Linked DNA regions of Zea mays: region 1 is linked to region 2. The links are chromatin contacts, called in public Hi-C maps. All regions are on one chromosome and are shown on one strand. Each heading gives the region's core, a stretch centred on a gene start, on an enhancer-like site or on the middle of the called end of the contact. The rest is flanking DNA. Distances are from core to core; before and after follow the strand shown. Region 1 holds the start of LOC103653918 (heavy metal-associated isoprenylated plant protein 45). Region 2 holds the start of LOC100284320 (2-C-methyl-D-erythritol 2,4-cyclodiphosphate synthase).

The links. Hi-C and Micro-C count contacts between places; a contact is called where the count stands out from the background.
Region 1: a contact with region 2 is called in a Hi-C map of bundle sheath, with 2.5 times the contacts expected there. The contact joins the promoter of LOC103653918 here to the promoter of LOC100284320 in region 2. A contact is called at or near these places in 2 of 25 Hi-C or Micro-C datasets (bundle sheath and ear).

What each region holds. Positions count from the first base shown.
Region 1 is chr4:161,707,238-161,713,736 of Zm-B73-REFERENCE-NAM-5.0, reverse strand. LOC103653918 (heavy metal-associated isoprenylated plant protein 45) reads right to left here and starts at 2,467. Exons shown (of 3, transcript XM_008680723.4): 1 at 1,838-2,467; 2 at 1,651-1,726; 3 at 973-1,536. The coding sequence starts at 1,891. The coding sequence ends at 1,214.
Region 2 is chr4:161,140,482-161,146,626 of Zm-B73-REFERENCE-NAM-5.0, reverse strand. It overlaps LOC100284320 (2-C-methyl-D-erythritol 2,4-cyclodiphosphate synthase), which reads left to right and starts at 2,322. Exons shown (of 3, transcript NM_001157215.2): 1 at 2,322-2,810; 2 at 2,906-3,036; 3 at 3,993-4,384. The coding sequence starts at 2,495. The coding sequence ends at 4,226. LOC100274468 reads left to right here. Exons shown (of 9, transcript NM_001360601.1): 6 at 1-28; 7 at 374-433; 8 at 1,145-1,238; 9 at 1,310-1,961. The coding sequence ends at 1,237. It overlaps LOC100192503, which reads right to left. Exons shown (of 14, transcript NM_001137723.1): 12 at 6,078-6,145; 13 at 5,925-5,990; 14 at 5,313-5,630. The coding sequence ends at 5,511.

The DNA of each region.
Region 1 (6,499 bases), core at 1,218-3,717, 570 kb before region 2:
TCAGATCCATGTGCGCCTATTTGCTCTTATCACGTATTCAGCACAAATTCCCTGACCAAACGAACAGACAAAATAGAGAATCGTACCAATGAATGAATGCCGATTCCGGTGGTATCGCTCATATCTTTCTTTTCCTTGTCGTTTTTGGTGCTCGTAAGTATGTGTTCAGACTGTCATGCATATTTCTCAGCGTCCACTGTTCATCAAGACATTAAACCCCTTGGATGTTTGGGATGGCTTTAGATTCCAGGTTTAGCGTGGAGTTGTAATTTATAATATCAATTTAATTAGTTTAAAACTATTTTTAATCTAAATATTAAACAAAATAACTTATGTAAATATCTTATAAATGCTTATGTCTCCAGTCATATGATTTTATAGAGTATCTAATGACCTGCTCTACCAACCACATCAAATTTTCTAGAGCTATCCTAAACAGATCCTTAAATGCTTACTGTCATATCTGATTGCTACTATATTAAATAAAAACCCGGCCGGAGAGACAAAGACCACGCTCTCAGTAGAGCCGGTACTTAAGACGTATATAAGTATATAACCTTAACTACGAAGAGATCGAAACATAATCCTGACCCAAAAATCCCCGATCCCTGCCCATTGCATCACTGGCGAGCATGCTTGCGGTGCTTGCTACTACATTAGCTCGAGTGTTGCAGGATAAGGCATATTCGGACATTATGTATACTTGCATGCATGGATGACTTAAGATCTTTTCTCCTCACCAGAATTAGGAACATATTCATGCGCTACGAGTTCATCGTCACTCTTGGCCTGAGCCATTGGAAAACTAGAACAGCAGCGCTCCCTTTTTTCTACTCCCATGTCGTCCAACGATTCCATTCCTCTGGCGAAAGCTATAGATTCCTTGTTGAATGGGATTATGGGACCGGCCACAACCTTTGCACAACAGCACAAGTAAAAAGAAAAAAATCACAGCACCCAATTTTTTGTGCGGTGTTCAGAGCAAGACTTTATTTGAGCTGCTTGTTCACAGCAGCAATTTGTTAACGGCGGCCTGACGAGAGCTGATAATTTTTAACATGCATGATCTCTCTCTTTTGCGAGAAGATGGAATTAACTCTCCTTTCTTCGAGGTCGTAGTGAAATCAGGTTTTACATGTGAATACCACATACCAGCAGTGAGTACTACGCGCATACTGTCTTCTTCTTCTTCTTCTTCTTCGCATCACGTACATCACATCACGGCGCAGGCGTGGACATTGTCGTCGTGGAAGACGGCGAGCGCGTCGTCGTCGAGGACATGCGTGAAGGCGTGGCAGGGGTAGGATCCGATCGTGGGGTCGTTGTAGCCGTGGCGGTAGTACTTGTTGGTGGCCATGTACGTGTTGTCCTCCAGGTACTGGATCGCGAACGGGTAGTACTCGCCGTCGTACGGCCACGGCCAGAACTCCGCCGCCCTGCCGGTCCGCCGCGCCGCGCGCAGCGCCTCCCGCCGGTCCACGTACCCTGTCACTGTCACCTTCTGCCGATCCATGTCGATCTCCACCGAGCTCACTCCTGCACTGCACAGCTAGCATATCTGTCATGCATACTCCTGATGGATCGGAATTGGGTTTTGTTGGTATATATTTCTGATGAACAGGATGGAGGAATGGAATCAGTCGTGCGTGCCTTCCAGCTGGGACATGGCCTTCCTCACTCGCTTCTCGCAGCCGTCGCAGTCCATGTGCACGTTCATCTCCACGACCTAGCATAGCCACAGAAATGCAAAGCCATGAGGCTGAGAGAGAGAGAGAACAAGAGATGAAGAGAAGCTACCGTCTTCTCTGCTTTCTCATTCACAAATGGGGTCACTCACCGACAACGCGTTCGACGAGGTGGTGCTCCTCTGCGTCCTCCAAAAGCGAAGCATTTTCCAGCCACCGTCCAAGCCGACCGCCGGCTTGGATCGATGGGCGGCGGTGGAGGAGTGCAGCTGGGACGAAGCGTATAAATACTGCCGCGAGCGATAGGAGGCCGACGTTCACGGTAAGTTGCACGAGAGCGACACCGATCGCAGTTCGCCCATTCCAAAGCAGCACGGCGTCTCCCAATACGCGAGGCCAGGGACGGGGATATATGCGCCACGAGCAAATATTGTTCTCCGGGAAAAGATATCTGTTGGCCGGGAAGGGCCTCGACATCTTGGGTGCAGAACAATGTCGTATCACCGGCAGGGCCAGATAATGGATGAGATTTTTGGCCCATGTCCGATCGGTTTCGGTCGCCAGGCTGATTGCTTTTGCTGGGATCAATCTGACCTCTATCGAAGATATCTCTTTTTTTTCCTGGACAAAGTTGAGGCATGAAAAAGGTATAAAAATCTTGTTTTTTTCTTACTAGAAAATAATACGATAAAAATAACGCATGAGAGATAAAGACATAAGTTATTCTGTATTCTTTCTTAATGTAAAGTAAGTAATTATGAAAAAAATATATAAGTTAATCCAGCAATGACGATGTAACCATTAGTTATATAAAATACCTGAGGACTAATTAATTGCACTGTATAAGCAAGAAAACACTTCTACTGTATTAATAAACTACCGGCCCAGATGTAAACATTATAGGTATTGCTTTAGTCATATCATAATCAGATACTTGTTCTGAAATTAAGTCCGCAGTTATTTCATAATATTATGGCGCAGATGCGTAATTTTGTAAGTGAAAAACCACAACAAATTTGTATCTGTTTGTCTTCGACCTTTATACAGAGATGATGCAAAGAGACACTCTCCCTCGGTTTTTTTATTTACCGTGTTTTAGTTTTTTCAAAAATAAATTAGTGGACGATAAAAATTTAAAAATAGGGTAGTATAAACCATGAAAATATCAATCAATGTTTGTTTTAGATTATAGCTAGTTGTTTGAATTGCGGCAGCTGCAATTTATAGTGTAGAAGCTGCAGAAGCCGGCCATTTATACCTCCGGCTAACTCCACCCAAGAGACCAAGAGCTTTGACTGCACCCATGAACTTGCTGTCAGTGGTAAAGGAAACTGAATTTCAGGTCAAACTATATGTTTGTTCGTTTCTCTTTCCCAGTTGCTCCCAACAAATTTGGGAAACAAAGAAAGTTCAGAGTATTAATCTTAAACCATTTGATAGATTGAATCGATGTGATTCTGTGTGTTCTCTGTATTCATATCATAGTCTGAAACTGAAATAGCCAACCTGCAGTAATGCTTTCCCGGAGAACTGGACTATAAAGTTAATGAATTTCAACAATCAGTGGGCACAAGGTTAACCTGGTTGACAAAGTACACTTGTAAACTTTTAAATTTTCTATTATGCAGATGGTGCTGATGTTAGTTAAATGCTTGAATGCAGTGAGTTTTATTACGATGTCTGTTGGAGTCTTCAGGGAGATTGCCAGATGGCATGTCTTTGCCTTTTACTTATGGCTACCTTTCTTTAGGAAAAAAAAACTTTTAGCGATATAATTTAAGCTTGTTCAAGTCAGAGATCATTATCAGTCTATCGCCTAGTAGTTGCAGCTGCACTGCTGCTACTATGAGTATATTAATATTGTTGCAATATGCAGATGGATGTGTGTTTTTTTTTGGTGAAGAGTAAGGACGCGCGTGAGCAGGCTACCTGGGAGAATTGGCCTCATATAGTCATATCTCATGATCTTGCTGTTCACGTCTTGTTATTTGTTGAAGTGTCCTCATCTTGCTGTTCACGTACGTTCTTATCTAAAAGTATTGACCTGATCGAAGGACAATGATGCTCGGCCTTCTTTTAACTGAACTGATTCAGTTAGCAGCATATGAAATATTATTAATGCTTATGTTCATTCATCTGCTATGTGTACTAGGTAGGTAGGTACATAGATGGGTCAAAGGAGCAAGCACAACATCGAAGCATCTGTTCTATAACTTGGGTATGGCAGAAAGCTCTTCTCTGGATCATGATGAGGACACAGATACTTCAGCAATTGTAGTTCTATGGCTCCTGATGTGTGTTACTTTGATATATTTGTCGATACATATTTGATTTCTCATATTCGGCACCTTTGGATTTGGAAACCAGTTCAGTATATTGGCACTATGATTCGCAAGTGTGTTACCTGATAAGGATTCTTGACGGGAGAGCTTCGTGCGTCAGGGAGCTGTGCGGCGCCACAACGAGATGGCAAAAAATAAGTAGTTGGAGGTGTGGAAGTTTGCTTGAAATGATTTCTAGTCGGATTGATCGATGCAACGATTTCTGGTGCATTCTTATAACAAACAAAAAAGGCCTAAATTGAGCACTGAGCAGCCAGCGAACTGCAGTCTCGCCGTGATTAAATTTTTGGTCGCTGCAATTTACAGCAGATCAGCAGAAATTAATAGGAGTATTACGGAGTGATTGCCCTAGCCCTGACATGGTTATTACCTGCATGCAGGCATGAGGTTATCTGATGACTGATGTGATGCTTACACAGCATGTTTGGCACAGATCATATCTGTACGTCATTCCAACTTCCAAGCAAAGGATGATGGACTGGCGCGGCTCCTCGACTGCTGGTCGGAAAGTGTAGGACCATGGATGCATGCGATGCGATGAGAAGGGATTTATCGGAGACGAAATATGCATGAGGCGGGATCGATGGAGGAAATTAAAGAGCCTGCCCTCTGTCGCTCTGAGAAAAGAAAGCGCCTTTCGTTTGCATGCATGCATGTTCTATGATAACAAAAGGCTGCTACCCTTCTCTTTGGCACAGCCATCAGTTTTGCTTCCACGCTCCTCCCATCCCATCCCAATCTCCAATGCTCATGCGCACGTCGTCCTTCCATTTATACACATCTCTAAAAGGTACTTCCTCGTTTCCAAATTACACTTCATTTTGTCTTTGATCTAAATAAGTCAAACGTTTCTAACTTTGTTATAATAAGGTTTACAGAATATACTAGATTATGTCTAAGTTTAGGCTATAAATTTTCGTCCACACTTGTGATGACACACGTGACTCGCAAAGATTAGACTAACATATTAAGAAATCCACAAATAATATTACATAGAAAATATAAAATATGTTTCATGTTTTTTTATTATCTATATTCTGTAGATCTAGTTTATAGAAACCTAATAAATCGGTTTCATTTGACTTAGTATTATTATGCATATTGCTGGTTTAAGTAGATTTGACCATTTTTAAAAAAATTAATAACAAATGTTTATCAGGAACCTAAACTATTTTTAAAATCCATATAACCTCGGTTCATCCAAGCCGCACGCGTGGACTCTCAATCGCTGCAACTGACACAAATTAAGGACTCACTCGTCGGAGTTGTCTCCTACCTAGAGTCTTTGGACTCAGCCGTCATGATTTTTAAAAGGTCTAATACGAGGACTCTATAAGTACAAATATGACAAAAATATTATTAGAATAGGAGAGACAAGTGAGTGTCCTAAATAGATAGGACAAAATTCCAACATACAAGGCAGAGTCTCCTAAGCAGATAGGGCAGATCCTAAAGGATAAAGAATATACACATGTAATTGTAAAGAGTTGGATTCTCGTATGACTAGGTTACTAGATTAGACATATCATGTAACCTACTCGTATTCACCCGTCTCCTTGAACTATAAAAGGAGGGATGGGCATAGCGTAGACTAGAACACAACATATCAATAGCCACCAAGACACTGAACGTAGGGTATGGTATTATCTCACGACGTGTGTCCGAACCAGTCTAAATCTTGTGTCTCTCGTGCATTTTTCCTTCAATTCTCGATTTCGCGCCCTACCACATAAATCACTATCAAGAAATCCTCAACAGAGGGATAGGAAGACCAAGCCTGTGAAAGACTCTGGGTAGCAAGATGTTGTTTTAAAAGGCAAGTTGTGTCCTTGATCTTATTGTTGGGCCTATATAATATTTAATTTTATGTTCTCACTAATGATATGCACAATTAGGTTAAATTGATGGGACCTATGAAGTGATAACTAGTCTTGTTTTCCCTATACCTTGTTTACATCTGGTTTACTTTAATTATGTTGGGTAGACCTGCTAGATGCTTTACATGGTTTATGGGGACGTTGTTACTCAGGAAACATGGATAATGGTTTATTATTGTGATATATTATTTGTTGGTATTATTGTGGTATTGTTAGTTCAAGAACACTGTATTTGATTGGAACATAGGGCGACAACCCGAGAAAACAATATAACCATAAGGACTATTAAGGCTCTGGTCTTCGCTAATTAATTAGGAAAGCTAGTTATGTGTTAACCTTACCAAAAGGGCAAGATGGAAGAAGTTGTCGGGAGTATGGATCAGTTCTTGGGGTAATATGCTCTGTGGTAGCTTTTCAATCTAGAGAGGTCCATGCTACACCTAGTCCTAATTAAAGCATGAGCATGCTATCTTTTATACTATTGGATCATTGGAAATGCCTCGTAGTAAAACCTTGCTGACTCATCTTAGAAGTGTTTAAGGGTCTCATCAACCCAAGACAATAAGGGATCACCACTTATGGGTAAAGATATATA
Region 2 (6,145 bases), core at 1,073-3,572:
GGAGATGAATCCAATTGATGTTGAGACGGTATGTCAGTCATGGATATGCCTGATTTCCTTTTCATAATCATAAACATGTCCTAAGTAGTCTGCAGTAACATTTGCACTATTTGTCCTCCAAAATAATGGCTTTTTTGTCAAATTCATAATTACAACAACACCACATAAATTTTTCTGCTAGTCTTTATTATGTACGATGCCTGGTAGTAGTTAAGCTCTCCTCATTCAAGCATTGTGGCAAACTAAATAGTCATCATTTTTTGTTCTCTGTTGAAACCAATAGGTGGCACGCTGAAATCATCATTTCCTCAAAATTATGGTTTGGGTCTCTGCCTGTGTTTACTTATTGACATGTGTGTCTGTTTACCATTAGGCGCTGTTGTTGATGAGGAATCTCTCCATCAATTTGACCAGTCCTGATTTTGAAGATCAAGTAAGCAGTTCAAACATGTCTTCAGATTATGCCTCTACTAAATCGTTTGCCACTAATTGACGGTTGTGTATTTCGACCCACCAGTAATGTTTTCTATAGGTGTCTGGTCCATGCTTCTGTGTTTTGCTGTTTGCACGATTTCTCTATGGTGTTTGTCCTCTAATAGAGGTTTCCTTTACCTTCCTCAAAATATTACTATCCATAACTATGTTATCCCATTTTTGCTGTGTGTATACAGTGGAGATAGCCACTTTGTAAAATCCCATTCGGTCAGCATGTAAAGAAGGCACACATGATTTGTGTAGTTTTGCCTTCTTGAACCATTCATGATCTTAGTTGGTCCCTGTAAGCAGGGCGTACCAATTGGTGATTGCCAGTACTCGGTAGAGCAGGCCTGAAGTTTGAACCACTATCTTATAGCATAGACTTTTATCTCCTGACACCCATACTGCATTAAGTGAGAAAACACAAGATTAATCAGTGCTACATATATCAGGTTAGCGCGGATTAATCTTCAGAAAGTTAGTCTTCAGTAAAAAAAAAACTAGTATATACTAAGCACGCCAGGTTAGCCAAGCGTCTCAGCACTGGGAAACCATTTGTGTATTAAACTAGGCATGCAGTATAGTTCGATGATCTAATCAGGATGCAGTTTCTCTTATTCCCAATCATAAAAAGGAGCTGAGTTGTACTCTATGCATTTTGATGCAGAGGAAATTGTTGTCTTTATATAGCGCTTCTGATGGACCTGAGCTAGGGAGCTCCAGGAGTTCGGCTCTAGCAACGAGTGCACCTTTCATGTAAGGTGCGCCCTCTTCGTTGTCCCGCCACCTCTTTTGTTTCCGCAATTTACTGACAAGTTTCTAACTATTCCAGGATTAAGGGTGGATAGTGTGGCCAGGTCTGTCCGCATATAATTTCAGTTGGACAGACCTCAGGATGGTGCCCTGGCGTAGCACCGATGAGTGACGAAGGAGGCGCCTGCACCTTTTCGCTTCTCGCTAGCTTCATGACTGCTGATTGTGTAAGGGTGCGGCCATGAAAGGTGAGATTGGTCTGCGGTCATGAAAGGTGAGATTGGTCTGCGGCCTGATGTGTATATAAAATTTTTGCCACGAAGGAGGCGCCTGCACCTATCCCAAAAGCTCGGCCATCTAGGGCATTGGATGCTGCTTCAGTTCAGATAATCAAGGCTGTCCTTGGAAATGGGACGAGAGGAAAGATCCCTTCCCCATTCGTTGAGTTCAGTTCTCTGATTGGTTTCTTGCTGCCCTCTTGATACGGGGACCTGTGCGCCATGTGGCCGTCTCGCTGTTTATGTGGGCAAGTTTCACTTGAGGAGTTGAGAGGGCTTGAGGCGATCGTGGTTTTGTAGAGCAACGAGTGCACCTTCCGAATATTCCTTGTTCCTGTGTGAATCGTCTATATTGCATCAGGCGTCGTTGCCATTGTGTAAAAGGGAAATAAAATCACAATGTAAAGGATACACTACCATTTGAATTGTATTCAGTATCGAAGCAACCTGGCGACGAGTTCATTGCAAGGGTGGATATGTTATTTGAAGTGGCCTTTCCAAATGCTTTCGGTTTATTAGTTCAAAATATGATTTAGTTTTTTTTTTTTGCAATGCTACCCATATAAATTTGAAGTGAGAAACAGCAAAGTCTGGGTTACCAATTTCCAATTAAACTTTTTTGAGAGAATTAGAGGCAGTTTCCAGGAACCCTACCAGACGGGGTCTAATCTTTTTTAAGAGAATAAGGTATGTACAACGACCATGACAAAATTCAACTGGATTCTGGAAATGGTGCTTCACAGTAATCCAAATTTGCTCAAGTACTTAAGAATTGCTCCTCCAAGTGCAGCCATCGCATCTCCAGTTGCAGATGCTCACTTCGGCTTGGCGCAAATAATTCCGGCACACAAAAAAAAAACGCAAGGATTTCTCGGTTCCTCTTCCTCCTCGCGCAGTCGCGCTCCCCACTTCACCGAGCATCCCGAAAAAAAGCTCGGCCACTGCGCCATCTCGCCCACCAAGCACCAGCCACCAGCAGCGGCGCCATGGCCACCGCGCCCTACGCCTCCTCCCTCTTCCTGGCTTCCTCCCCCATCTCAACTGCGCCACGAGCCAGCGCCGGGTCCTTCCCTCCCTCCGCGCAGCCGTTCTCCATGCGCCTCCGGCCTAGGCCGTCACCAGCCGTCGCGGCCGCCGTCCAGGCGGAGCACCAGCCCGCGGTGGCCGCGACGCCGAAGCCGCCCGCGCTACCGTTCCGCGTGGGCCACGGCTTCGACCTCCACCGCCTGGAGCCCAACCTCCCGCTCATCATCGGCGGCATCGACATCCCCCACGACCGCGGCTGCGAGGCTCACTCTGACGGTACGCGCTCCTGCGAGGCTCACTCTGACGGTTCCTGCGTGACTCTGTTTCTGACCTCGCATTTGGGAATGCTTGTTTCGGCCCCCCCTGTGCAGGAGACGTGCTGCTGCACTGCGTGGTGGACGCGATTCTCGGCGCGCTGGGGCTGCCGGACATCGGGCAGATTTTCCCGGATTCCGACCCCCGTTGGAAGGGCGCCGATTCTTCGGTGTTCATGAGGGAAGCTGTGAGTTTCTCTTCTTTCCAGTGCGTTATCTCTAGTTCATTTGATGCGATCAATTCCATCCTGTTTCCCTAACCATGTTAGTATCTGCAGTGTTTTGTGTAAGTAACGTGGTTTCAAGACCTATTTGAATGATTTATCACAACAAAATGTAGAGTTTCGTAGAGAAATTTTGGGGTTCTCAGAAAACGGTTGGGTAATCTCTACAGATTAATGATTGATATGTACCATGTCAGGATGTTGATATCATAAGTAAATTGGACGGTTTCTCTATTGCTGGATCAATTATCAGAGCATATTATAGATTGATTACCTAACATTTGGTGAACCATTCGTAATTCCAAGTCATTCTTTTAAATGAATAACTATACATCTTATAGTATACCATGTTGTTTACTTGTTTTTTCGTGCTCATATTTGTTAGTATAGACTCATAGCTTTATATCAAAATGTAATATGTAGGTGCCTTGTGGTATGTGGAGTGGAGAACATCCTTGAGAACGCGTTAGTACTGTTTCAATGGTCTATTCTATTGCTCCTGGACCATTAGATGCTCAGTCGTCATTATGTCACAAGATGTCTTGGCAGTTCTCACACGAGTTGCTGACTGAAAAATGTGTTCTTGACCTTTGGACTCTTCAAGGGCAGAAAGTATTCCACGTTTTAGATTTTGTACAAGGCATGGTCCACGTGCATAGAATGCTGACTGCACATTTACTATTGGTACTTCTGGAGGAGCTGGACAGAAATCTTCCCCATGCCTCTCTTTCTGCATAAATCCGTTGACTAGTGAAATTGGTCTTATGTCGCTTATTTATGCAGGGTGTTATATCTAATCTGAGCACGGGTGTTCTCTTTTTCTCGTCTTATTGAAAACACTTGCTTCCATTTTACCATTGAAGTCTTTGTAGTCCCATTATACAACACTTTAAGCTCCTTCAATTGCCATGTCATTTCAGGTGAAATTGATGCATGAAGCAGGCTACGAGCTGGGCAACCTTGATGCTACGCTGATCTTGCAAAAACCAAAAATTAGCCCGTTCAAGGAGACAATCAGATTGAATCTGTGCAACCTACTTGGGGCAGATCCATCTGTGGTCAATCTCAAGGCCAAAACGCACGAGAAAGTTGACAGTCTAGGGGAAAACAGGAGCATAGCTGCTCATACCGTAGTTCTCCTGATGCGGAAGTAGAAAAAAAAACAAATAGTACCTAATTGTATCGTGCTACAAGAAAAAGGTCGTTAAGTTATACTTGCCCTTGTTAAATGCTCTAGCCAGTATGGAAATCTAAAATCTTCATGTGGTAGAAACAATAAAGCTGATTGCAATGAGAAATTTTCTGCATTTTACTTGGATCCCCCCCCCCCCCCCCCCCCCCCCCCTCCTCCCCTTTTTCTACAATGTATCACGAAGTTGAGTTGTCTTCAATTGGCATTTAGGAATGAGTTTCATATTCATAAACAAAGGTCTGGCCATCTTAGTGTGAACATCCGATGAACTTCATTTTGCACCAATAAAAATGTTCTCCTTACCATCAGTGCAATTACAAAGGACCATTACCACTCAGTGATAGCAGGGTCCAAATATAGGCCGAAAATCGATCTGCTATTGCACACAGCATAGCTTCAACTTTGAACATGAAAGGAAGCATCAGATAGAAGACTGAAGCAAACGCTAGTGCAAGATGCTGCAACTTTCTCAAGTTCCATTTGTATTCTGTTTATTTACTTGTTGTTAACTATATTCAGCATTCAAAACAACGGATCAACTCTGACCTGACCAAAAACACATCAGCAGCTAGATCTAAACATCTCGTGCATCAACTAAACTGCACTAAGACCGCCTCGAGCAATTTCATACCTATGAACGAGGTACGAGTTTTTTTATATATAATTTTATCTCGCAGGTACATGTAAGCACTACCCAGCCATCCCTACTCCATCTCCAGAACTCCACCCAGTCTCTTTTCTCAATCCAACTCCGCTCGTTCCAGTAATCCAGTCCGGGAAGGGCTGTGACGGTGCCGCGGGTAGGGGGGTGGGAGGGGAGGCGACGAGGGAGTGAAGAGTGAGAGCATCGCAGCCTGACGGGCACATGGAGCAGAGGCCTGACGGGCACATGGAGCAGAGGCCAGAGGAGGCTGGAGCAGCAACAACCCGCATGCCTGGATTAGGCGCCTGCTGCGTACAGGCTCCACATGAAATGATGAGTGCTGCTCAGAGGCGTCTCTCTGCTGCTCGAAACGTGACGTGACACGTGAACAATTGCACAACTCAGAAAGATGCAACAGTTCTGTTTTTTTTAATAGCTAATTCGCTTATATGTCTCAATGACCGAAAGGCTGTTACACCTGACCGAAAGATGCACTCTAAAGCTTTGACAACACTCCTATGTCAAAACCCTCACCATCCAAGCACTGAATCGGTGTGCATGTGGCAGGGAAAAATCCATATGTAAACCTCATACAAGGATCGACTAATCTTCTTTTTTGCTGTCTGAATCTTCAAGAGCTTGCAGCCTCTCGACGAGTGGTGGGTGGGAGTAGTGATATGCCGAATACCAAGGATCGGTGTTCATCGCAGACAAGTTCTCCTCCTGAAATTTTTTGTACATGCTTTAGAGTGCTGAATGCAAATCTTGTGGCTATATAAGTATATAACGGTATGTGGGATAAACAACAATCTTGTTAGGAAGGCACAAGAAAACGAGCACAAGTACAAAAAGGGATGCCAGTGGAAAATGGAGTTGCTCGGTTACAGAAAGAGTGAAAGCTTGGTATATATACCATCACGCCTTGCAGTTCAGAAATTCTTTAGAAAAATTAACAGTAATGCCACTGTTAACTGTAAGAAAAACAGATTAAATTAAAAATGGCATTTAAATGGTTACCTGTAGTTTAACAAGGGCTGCTCGGAGCTGAGGGGCATATCCAAGGTTCTTGGCAAAGGCATCAGCCTAGAAATTGAATCAATTGAAGTGAGTGCAAACGAAATCTTTAAAACTGTCAATAGCAGGAAACTTGGAGCCAGATAGAAGAATGACCTGAAATTCAAATGCTCTGCTGACAAGGTTCAGGCAAAAGCTCAGAAGGTGTTGGATGGGTATTATGG